Linked DNA regions of Triticum aestivum: region 1 is linked to region 2. The links are chromatin contacts, called in public Hi-C maps. All regions are on one chromosome and are shown on one strand. Each heading gives the region's core, a stretch centred on a gene start, on an enhancer-like site or on the middle of the called end of the contact. The rest is flanking DNA. Distances are from core to core; before and after follow the strand shown. Region 1 holds the start of LOC123080115 (putative esterase/lipase HI_0193). Region 2 holds the start of LOC123080112 (protein TRIGALACTOSYLDIACYLGLYCEROL 5, chloroplastic).

Evidence for each region. Hi-C and Micro-C count contacts between places; a contact is called where the count stands out from the background.
Region 1: a contact with region 2 is called in a Hi-C map of leaf, with 3 times the contacts expected there. The contact joins the promoter of LOC123080115 here to the promoter of LOC123080112 in region 2. A contact is called at or near these places in 2 of 5 Hi-C or Micro-C datasets (both in leaf) and 1 of 1 datasets of contacts at active chromatin or transcription factors (leaf).

The regions. Positions count from the first base shown.
Region 1 is chr3D:515,326,618-515,332,196 of IWGSC CS RefSeq v2.1, reverse strand. LOC123080115 (putative esterase/lipase HI_0193) reads left to right here and starts at 4,024. Exons shown (of 13, transcript XM_044502996.1): 1 at 4,024-4,256; 2 at 5,075-5,221; 3 at 5,305-5,331; 4 at 5,527-5,579. The coding sequence starts at 4,128.
Region 2 is chr3D:514,935,223-514,940,718 of IWGSC CS RefSeq v2.1, reverse strand. LOC123080112 (protein TRIGALACTOSYLDIACYLGLYCEROL 5, chloroplastic) reads right to left here and starts at 3,085. Exons shown (of 5, transcript XM_044502990.1): 1 at 2,711-3,085; 2 at 2,405-2,443; 3 at 1,287-1,461; 4 at 861-981; 5 at 343-769. The coding sequence starts at 2,849. The coding sequence ends at 885. LOC123080111 (CLP protease regulatory subunit CLPX1, mitochondrial) reads right to left here. Exons shown (of 15, transcript XM_044502989.1): 9 at 5,077-5,147; 10 at 4,866-4,965; 11 at 4,618-4,722; 12 at 4,357-4,419; 13 at 4,151-4,273; 14 at 3,920-4,078; 15 at 3,358-3,773. The coding sequence ends at 3,705.

The DNA.
Region 1 (5,579 bases), core at 2,775-5,274, 390 kb before region 2:
TTAACTCCCACTCGATTCAAGTGATTGTAGTACTCAGACAATCTGAGCACATGCTCAACGATTGAGCTTTTCTCCCTTAGTTTGCAGGCTTAAGAAACTTGTCAGAGGTGTCATACCTCTTGACGTGGGCACTAGTCTGAAATCCCAATTTCAGTTTTCGGAACATCTCATATGTTCTGCGACGTTTCAAAACGTCTTTGGTGCCACAATTCTAAACCGTTAGCATTACGCACTGAACTATCACGTAGTCATCAAAACGTGTATGTCAGACGTTTCGCAACATCTACAGACGACGCTGAGGTTCAGCACACCGAGCGGTGCATTAAGGACATAAGCCTTCTGTGCAGCAATGAGGACAATCCTCAGTTTACAGACCCAGTCCGCATAATTGCTACTATCAACTTTCAACTAAATTTTCTCTAGGAACATATCTTAGTAGAACTAAAGCGCAAGCTATGACATAATTTGCAAAGACCTTTTGACTATGTTCATGATAATGAAGTTCATCTGATTATTGAACTCCCACTCAGATAGACATCCCTCTAGTCATCTAAGTGATACATGATCTGAGTCAAACTAGGCCGTGTCCGATCATCACGTGAGACGGACTAGTCATCATCGGTGAACATCTCCATGTTGATCGTATCTGCTATACGACTCATGTTCGACCTTTCGGTCTCTTGTGTTCCGAGGCCATGTCTGTACATGCTAGGCTCGTCAAGTCAACCTAAGTGTTTCGCATGTGTTCCGAGGCCATGTCTGTACATGCTAGGCTCGTCAACACCCATTGTATTCGAACGTTAGAATCTATCACACCCGATCATCACGTGGTGCTTCGAAACAACGAACCTTCGCAACGGTGCACAGTTAGGGGGAACACCTCTCTTGAAATTTTAGTGAGGGATCATCTTATTTATGCTACCGTCGTTCTAAGCAAATAAGATGTAAACATGACAAACATCACATGCAAATCATAAAGTGACGTGATATGGCCAATATCATCTTGCGCCTTTGATCTCCATCTTCGAGGCGCGGCATGATCACCTTCGTCACCGGCATGGCACCATGATCTCCATCATTGTGTCTTCATGAAGTTGTCTCGCCAACTATTACTTCTACTACTATGGCTAACGGTTAGCAATAAAGTAAAGTAATTAAATAGCGTTTTCACTGACACGCAGGTCATACAATAAATTAAGACAACTCCTATGGCTCCTGCCGGTTGTCATACTCATCGACATGCAAGTCGTGATTCCTATTACAAGAACATGATCAATCTCATACATCACATATATCATTCATCACATCCTTTTGGCCATATCACATCACATAGCATACCCTGCAAAAACAAGTTAGACGTCCTCTAATTGTTGTTGCATGTTTTACGTGGCTGCTATGGGTTTCTAGCAAGAACGTTTCTTACCTACGCAAAAACCACAACGTGATATGCCAATTTCTATTTACCCTTCATAAGGACCCTTTTCATCGAATCCGTTCCGACTAAAGTGGGAGAGACAGACACCCGCTAGGCACCTTATGCAACTAGTGCATGTCAGTCGGTGGAACCTGTCTCACGTAAGCGTACGTGTAAGGTCGGTCCGGGCCGCTTCATCCCACAATGCTGCCGAAACAAGATAAGACTAGTAGCGGCAAGAAGAATTGGCAACATCTACGCCCACAACTGCTTTGTGTTCTACTCGTGCATAGAAACTACGCATAGACCTAGCTCATGATGCCACTGTAGGGGAACGTAGCAGAAATTCAAAAAAATTCTACGCATCACCAAGATCAATCTATGGAGTAATCTAGCAACGAGGGGAAGGTGAGTGCATCTACATACCATTGTAGATCGCGATGCGGAAGCGTTGCAAGAACGCGGATGAGGGAGTCGTACTCGTAGCGATTCAGATCGCGGTTGATTCCGATCTAAGCACCGAAGAACGGTGCCTCTGCGTTCAACACACGTGCAGCCCGGTGACGTCTCCCACGCCTTGATCCAGCAAGGAGAGAGGGAGAGGTTGGGGAAGACTCCGTCCAGCAGCAGCACGACGGCGTGGTGGTGGTGGAGGAGCATGGCAATCCTGCAGGGCTTCGCCAAGCACCGCGGGAGAGGAGGAAGGAGAGGGGAAGGGCTCCGCCAAGAGAGAGGTGTTCTCGTGTCTATGGCAGCCCCAAATACCTCAAGTATATATAGGGGAAGGGGAGGGGCTGCGCCCCCATCTAGGGTTCCCTCCCCAGGGGTGGCGGTAGCCCCCAAACCCATCTAGGGTGCGGCCAAGGGGAGGAGAGGGGGGGCGCCACTAGGGTGGGCCTTAAGGCCCATCTGGACCTAGGGTTTGCCCCCCTCCCACTCTCCCATACGCCTTGGGCCTTGGTGGGGGGGCGCACCAGCCCACCTGGGGCTGGTCCCCTCCCACACTTGGCCCACGCAGCCTTCTGGGGCTGGTGGCCCCACTTGGTGGACCCCCGGGGCCCTCCCGGTGGTCCCGGTACATTACCGATATCACCCGAAACTTTTCCGGTGACCAAAACAGGACTTCCCATATATAAATCTTTACCTCCGGACCATTCCGGAACTCCTCGTGACGCCCGGGATCTCATCCGGGACTCCGAACAACATTAGGTAACCACGTATCTCTATTCCCTATAACCCTAGCGTAATTGAACCTTAAGCGTGTAGACCCTACGGGTTCGGGAACCATGCAGACATGACCGAGACGTTCTCTGGTCAATAACCAACAGCGGGATCTGGATACCCATGTTGGCTCCCACATGTTCCACAATGATCTCATCGGATGAACCACGATGTCGGGGATTCAATCAATCCCGTATGCAATTCCCTTTGTCTATCGGTATGTTACTTGCCCGAGATTCGATCGTCGGTATCCGATACCTTGTTCAATCTCGTTACCGGCAAGTCTCTTTACTCGTTCCGTAACTCACATCATCCCGTGATCAACTCCTTGGTCACATTGTGCACATTATGATGATGTCCTACCGAGTGGGCCTAGAGATACCTCTCCGTTTACACGGAGTGAGAAATCCCAGTCTCGATTCGTGCCAACCCAGCAGACACTTTTGGAGATACCTGTAGTGCACCTTCATAGCCACCCAGTTACGTTGTGACGTTTGGTACACCCAAAGCATTCCTACGGTATCCGGGAGTTGCACAATCTCATGGTCTAAGGAAATGATACTTGACATTAGAAAAGCTCTGAGCAAACGAACTACACGATCTTGTGCTAGGCTTAGGATTGGGTCTTGTCCATCACATCATTCTCCTAATGATGTGATCCCGTTATCAACGACATCCAATGTCCATGGTCAGGAAACCGTAACCATCTATTGATCAACGAGCTAGTCAACTAGAGGCTTACTAGGGACATGGTGTTGTCTATGTATCCACACATGTATCTGAGTTTCCTATCAATACAATTGTAGCATGGATAATAAACGATTATCATGAATAAGGAAATATAATAATAACCAATTTATTATTGCCTCTAGGGCATATTTCCAACAGGTGGTGGCGGAGGTTGTCACCGCGGTGAGCCAGCTCGGCATGCTCGGCGATGAGCTCATCCATGGGATGCGAGACGGGATGAGGTGGGTGGATCGGCCTGGCGAGATTTACTCGCATCAGACATGGTAAGGTGGTTGTGGATGGGAGGCAAGCGAGATTTTCTCGAAGTGGATCAATACATGCGTTTAATTGGTGGGGTCAGAGAATCACTACACCGTTGGATTAAAGAAGAATCAACGTTGCATGACCGGTCTGACGAGAAAATTTTGTCAGACTACTGATAAAGAGCGTTTCCCATTAACATATGCATGTTACTAGTGTAAGTTACTACCCATTGTGACTAGTCTTACAGTAGAGGACTGATCTAAAAAAATACAGCAAAGGACCCACCGTCAGCGACGGAAGGGGACGCCAGGTGGTCACCTACCCCACACGGCAGCCTCTCTCCCGCTCCTTGGGTTCTCCGCCTCTAGCTTTTTCTTCGCCCACGGCGGAATAAACAAAAACGATTAATTCGTTTATTGTGGTGACGCGGCAAGCCCACGGACACACCAACAATTCGCCCCTCTCGGTGCTCCCACCCCCACTACTCGCCGGTGATCTGATGGCGGCGGCCGGCGCACCGCCGCCGCGCGCCCTATCCGCGGAGCTGAGGAGGGCTCCGCTCGCCGCGGGCCTCGCGCCGCCGCGGCAGGGGACCAGGGCTCGCGCGTCGTGGCCCCTCCCCCGCCAGGTACTGTTCTTCAGCTGGTTTCGGTGGTCGAATCGTCCTTAATTAGGTTATTACTGGGCCAGTTCGTAGTCCCAGGGGCCGGTGCGCCGTGGAGCTACGGGTACTCGCACTGTCGGCTCGCGTTGCCTATCTGACTGTAGCTAGATGCGAGATTTTGGTGCAATTTTGAGGGCGTGAGGATATACGGCGGCGGGTGGCGATGGACGCAATGTAGATGCGATCAGGGGCAACTGAAGGAATGCGTTTCTGCTTCAAGTGATAGATGCCACATTTCTTACTGTGTGACATATCAATGTCTAGGTTTACTCCATATCCCTGTTTGTGATTGTTCACTACCGCACTAGAGGGTTTAAAATTGCTTGTGTTGATCGAACCTTTTTCATGGACCTCACTGTTTTTATTGTCCGAGAAAACTCAAAAGCCATCTTGACGCGTTGATTATGGCCCTTACCGATATGATTTTTGTGTAATTTTAGTTGTCCATGGCCTATTTAGCGTAGGAGTGAATAATGATACTTGGTAGCTGCAATCTGTGCCGTTGCCATGGCATGCTTAGTAACCAAACAAAATACACGATGAAGTAGGGAACTGCTAAATCAACTTGTAAAAGCAACTAATATTCATAATGTGGAACCTGCATGATCTGTTAATTTGTGCAGCAACTGCTAATTTAACTATCAATTTCTTGCATTTTCACAGACGTTCTGAAATTCAAATCGCGGTTATACAATTTCATTGTTCTGGTTAGATAATGGTTAATTTCTGAACTACACCAACATTCTGAACTTTAATTATGATCTTATGTTTTGTATTGTTAGGAAACTGTTTGTAGTCGTGGCCGGTTGATATCGACCATGTCTAGTTCAAGGTCATTGGCGTGCTCTCCTTGTCGTTGCGCTCAGGTGGCTTTGGCTGACGCAGAGATTGCTTATCAGCCTGAGGCTGAGAAGCATGCTGGAGTTCTGGTAAGGAAGCTTGAAGCTTTGAAATAGTGTGATTAATGGTTCTCACCCAATCCTGATTAATGATTTCTATTCTTTCCCTACAGGCCTATGAACTGGTTCAAGGGAACCTTGTAAGTGTTGCATTCACGTCAGTGATTTATCACTGGTTGTCAAATTGTGTTATATACCCTCCGTCCCAAAAAGCTTGTCTTAGATTTATCTAGAAACGGATGTCTAAGATAAGCTTTTTGGGACGGAGGTAATACTATAATTAGTTGCTTGAAATGTTCTGACGCAATTCAAGTTATTCATAAACATTACCTCAGGTACAATGGAACTCTTTTATGGACAAATCAATACCTGATCCACCAACAGCTGT
Region 2 (5,496 bases), core at 1,836-4,335:
TACTATGGTACCGTACTTCACATGTACTACTCCCTTGGCCTCACAATAAGCGTCGCTCATTTAGTACAAAGTTGTACTGCGGTAAGTATGAGCGATGCGAGGTACTCGTAGCAGTGTTTTTGGTGATAAAATCTCTGATGATCTTGTCCGCTCTGGTCCTGGAGACCTGGACTAAGAAAATCTGGAGATGCGGCTGGAGCGGCAGCTGCAAACGCTGACCGTTGATTCACTGATCGATCAACAGCCTAGCGTGTTACTTGGAACTTTGAATTGTACACTCACCTGCAAGACTTCCCTATCTTGCTCTCCAATCGTATGGGAGACAGCTGATACTGATAAAAATGAAATCAATAATACAAGCATTTCATTTTCGCCTGACGTAGGAAGCGTTTGGTGTTGGTGTATGTAGTACTGCTGTGGAGGAACACAAATCTTGTTTAACAATGATGCCCAAGAAAGAAGCATGAACATCACTGACTCCAGCGAGGTGACGTTGACTACTAATCAGGAACTTAAATATAGACACCATGTTTAACGAGACAGAGAAAGATTTGATTCGAGGCGATGATGCGCGAGGCCCCGAGTATTTCAATGCGAAACAGCGATTCTACAGACGAACAATATATGCTACCGACAGCGACGCCGCGCAGGATATTCCGGTGGTGCGGGGACGGCGTCTCCGTCACATGATGCTCGCATCCTCGCACATGCCTTGACGAAATTGATCCTTCACCAGGGTAGAATACTGACGGCGTATCTCGCTGAATCCCTGAAATTATTCAGATGGAACGTCAGACAAGCAGGAGGTCGCTTCAGGCTCCACGTGGCGTGTTACGCTTCTGATAAATACTAGTACTAACCTGTTTGTTCATGTGATGTTCGCTCTACATGCGCCTCCACTTGTCGAGCTCCTTTGTCGTCGCTTTGATGAGCTTCCTGGTGCTCTCCATCACCTCGTCAAACAGGATATCAAACTCCTGACTGCAGATGTTTTTTCGGAAAATATCGTGTTAAAAGGATGAGATAACATGTGAAGTTTAGACATGTCAGAAGACTGAACTATAAGCAGTTTAACGCCTTAACCATGGATAGTCTCCTACGAAAATTACCACAGTTCACATCAAGTGTACGAAACTATGAACCAGCCTTTGACATCTATAATAACGTATAAGCAGAATCAAGATCAAACACGCCCACTCTATGGATGTAAGCGTCTCGAGCAGCAGGAGGTGCCCAATGGAGACATTTTTGTGATAGTCCAAAGCTCAGAGTGAGTTACTGCTTACTCATAAGGAAGGCTCCTGGTGTTCTGAAATGATCTCCTGATGTTCGAATATTTCCCGTTCTCGTCATATGCAATTCCTTTTCCAAAACCATAGCCGAAACCTATTCCTATTCCACATCCAGCACCGGCTCCGAATCCCAGCTGTAAACCAGGGAATCCAGCTCCAATTCCTGCGCCTGTTCAGCCAAATAAGAAATGAGAAAGGAACAGGCAAGATAATTTGATGTTAAACAATGCCCACAGTCAACATATGCAGAACCAGTCGTGTTATGGTGTTCAGAGTCATAGGCTAAATAATTCGTTCTCCCCAAAGGTATTCCCTCCACATGAACCTTGATGTATTTAGAAAGCCAATATCATCTTGTATTTTGTTACAACTAACACAACTGATTAAAGTGGGAGGCACAACTAGGAGCAGGCGCTTGTGGCAATATTTGCAGTGTTGCAGATATTTATCAAGGGGGGAGCAAAATGTACTTTGATGCATAGAAAGATGCAACCTAATATAGCGCAGATGACTTCAAGCATCCATGTGCATATCTAACAGCCGTATCTTACTGCTTGAATTAGAAATATTGACTTCAGAGAAATCTCGATCACCAGTACTTGTTTATTTGTTTTAATCTTTTAGACTTTGGAAAGTTATATTAGTAGCTGCCTCCATTTCGAGTGGTCTACTGAGCTCTGCTACTTATTGGCTCACCAACATTCTCGAATATTAACTGCAAATTCCTCTTTAGATAAGCTTCAGAATGACATTCAAAGTGCACAAATATTTGCAGGAAGCCTTTTCGTTCGCAAGCCTATCATTTAGAATATACTACCATACTCCTACTATTCAGGCATTCCATAAAGGTATTGCGTGCTTGTCCAAAAAAGACACAGATATTCTGCAGAACTAGTCATCCACACAATCCCAAGCAAATAATTACTCATCCACACTTTGCTGCGGCTGGGAAGGGGCTAGATTGCTAGTAACCCCTATAGCATTGCACGGTGGCACACACACTTCCACGGTAATCTATGAAGTGGGTTGAACACAGATTTTGACAGGAATTCAACAGCATGGGAATCATCCAGAACCCAATATTCCATACATACAGACCTAAATTATCGCACCTGAGTTACCTGAACCCTGCAGTCTTCCCACTCCAAAAGCTGCTGACAACATGCGACTGATTAGAAGTGCAGGATACGTTTGTAGGGTTCAAACAAGTAATGGTCTCGAATCGAATTACTCGAATTAGCTACCCTGATCCTGACGGGTCCCGAATCCCCGCACACTATTCGCCACTGACGGCACCAAACATCCAAACTAAACACGGGCAGCCTAGTCGGTGGCAGGCAAACATGTGTCCATGCCCATCGCCAAGTCAATCCAGGTCAACGGAGAGAGGAGGCGGCAGAACAAGCCTAGGTACGTACCGCCGATGAGGCCGACCCCGACGCCGACGCCGCAGCCGGCGCCGATGCCGAAGGAGGGGCCCAGCTTGCCGAGCGCGTCCGACCTCACCATCGGAAGGCCCCACCTGGAAGAGCCCCTCCTGCCGCCGCCGTATGCCATCTCTCTCCCTCGCTCGCCCCGTGCGCGCTCCGAAGGTTCGGGAGGGTTCGATATCTCTTCTTCTCTCTCAGCGACTGGGGACTGGGGTGGGGAGGAGGGGGGACGGGGATGAGAGTGACGGCTGAACGGGTCCGTCTGGCCGCGCCTCGCCGCCCGATCAGCCTCGTGATCCGTGTAGGCGCCGGGTTTGCGCAACCGCACCAAGGTTTGCGCTTGTCGTTAGGAGGCCGCTGCGGCGCTGCGACATCCACCTTTCTTTCTCTTCAAAACTGCCCAGCTGAGACTTCAGACCCTCCGTGTGTGGTGTGAGCCATTTTTTAGCACCATTGACCTGAAGATTCATGTTCCATAAACGTTCATATGATAGTGATCATGAAAGGTGCTCCCTCCGTTCCATAATTCTTGTCATGGTTTTAGTTCAAATTTGAATCGTACAGCTTTCCCGAAGAAATCATTCGAGTCCTGTAGATACTGCAGGACAAACATCAGGATGTTTTACAGACAATGCTTGAAAGTTGAAACCTGTACAGGTGCTACTGGGCAAACTGCGCCTGCTTATTATAACTGTGAGGAGGTTGATTGGTGTGTACACCTTTGCCAACAACTATAAGCTAGCCCGCCGGGTTGGGGGGCACCAGAAGGGAAGAATGAGAAACATGTTGCTTATAGCAGGATGGTTGCTCAATCAAAAGGCAACTCCTGTTTACATCAACAATTACAACAAATGGCGCGCCGGCCGGATCTCTGCTCGTCGGACCTCACCGCAAACTTTAAATAGATCACAGGAAAATTGGTTAAATTGACTGGGTGTGAGTGGAGGACATTTTACATAATATACGGTGTCTGTAAGGTTAATCACAAGCTAACAATTCTTGACAGCATGTACGCGTCTTCGAGCTCCCCCGCCAAAGCCTCGTTAGTTTCCTGCAAGTTAAGAGCAGGCATTAGAGGAGGCAGTGCAAGTTGAGAGCTATTTTCTCCATTTCAATTTTAAAGAGAAAACATATTGTGCTGATAGCATGTGACACAATAGGGTAACTTTTCTGTGTTTCACAAACCGAGTACCATACCGGTGAATTTGGAATGTTATTTCTTATTATGTACTGCGCCAATGCGCCGTCCCCCCGAAGAATTTTAGCCCCGCACCCAGGCCTGTCGACGGAACCAATGGCCTCCTCGTCCACCACAACAGCATCTACTCGCTCATTTCCAGCTTTCTCGTCAGGGATCTGTTTACGAAGAATGTCAGAACGTATGCCTCGATTTTGCAGCGTTCATTACAGAAAACTGCAAGCAGCTACCTCGTACATGGCCTCCAGTAGAATGGTCTCTAAGAGGGCTCTTAGACCACGTGCACCAGTGTTTTTGACTATGGCCTTCTTTGCTACTATTCTCAGTGCACCATCAGTAAAGTGCAGCTTAACCTGAAGAATCGGGGAAAAGGGAATGTTAGAAATTAGCGCAAAGAAGCAAGTCTATAATCACTTCCAAGTTTTAGTGCACTCACATTGTTCAGGCTAAACATTTTCCTGTATTGTCTTGAAAGTGAATTCTTTGGTTCTGTAAGAACCTGAATGCAGATCAAATCACTTCAGTTAGCTTCAGCAGGCTAGCCATATGAAAATCGTGCAAGAACTTATACAGACGTCGGATCATTTAGTTTATGTGAAAGGGAAGAACAGAACATGATTCTGAATGAAGGAGGACATCAAAGGCTTAAACCAGCAACTTCATGTGGATACTCAAATAAGAATACATAACATTTTACCTGAACAAGCTGATCTTCATCGAGAGCTGCCAAACTAACTAGAATGGGCAGGCGTCCAATGAACTCTGGTATTAGGCCAAACTTTGCAAGATCTCCACTCTCAACCTGCCAATCGGCATGGAATTTTATGTTCAGGATTATGTGAAGAATATTTTTGTGAGATAAAAGGCTGCTCCAATTACTGAGGAAATGATCAGAGCATCACAGGCGCTGTCGATAAATCAATCAGTAGATATTGAAATGCTTACAGATTCTAACAAAGATGACGTGACCGTTGGACTGGTCACTCCTGAACTTCTCATGTTTGTACGAATGGGTGCCCCAAATCCTATAGATGAATCTTGTCGTCTGCTTTATGTAAGAAGTCGGAGTTAAATTCCAATCCTCGTGGAGATCACAAGTATGAACTTAAAATGTTTGCAAAATAAATCATTTCTATAATCATAAAGTCTGCAGTACCTTTCAGAAATAGTCTTCTCCAAATCTACAAAAGCACCACCACATATGAAAAGAATGTCTTTGGTGTCTATCTGCATTAGAATAAGATTTGTTACAGGCTTAAAATGCTCCTAATGAGCAAAGTAGCTGAGAAACAAAAATATCATACTCTTGGACATTTCCTCCACAGTCCCGTGGATCAATGCTATTACCATCAACAGGCAGCCTTTATAAAATAGTCAATAACTGTAGCCAGTTCTACTCTAACCAAGAGCATGGTGGCCTTTTAGTTGTGAAAACATTCTTTCTGTTTCTAAGTTCACTATTTAGTTAAGTGGAGTGTCCTTTGCACACATAAAAATATCCATTTGAAACTCTTTTATTCAATGCAATTAATTCTCAATCCATATGATACTAGATGTATATATGATACTGAACATA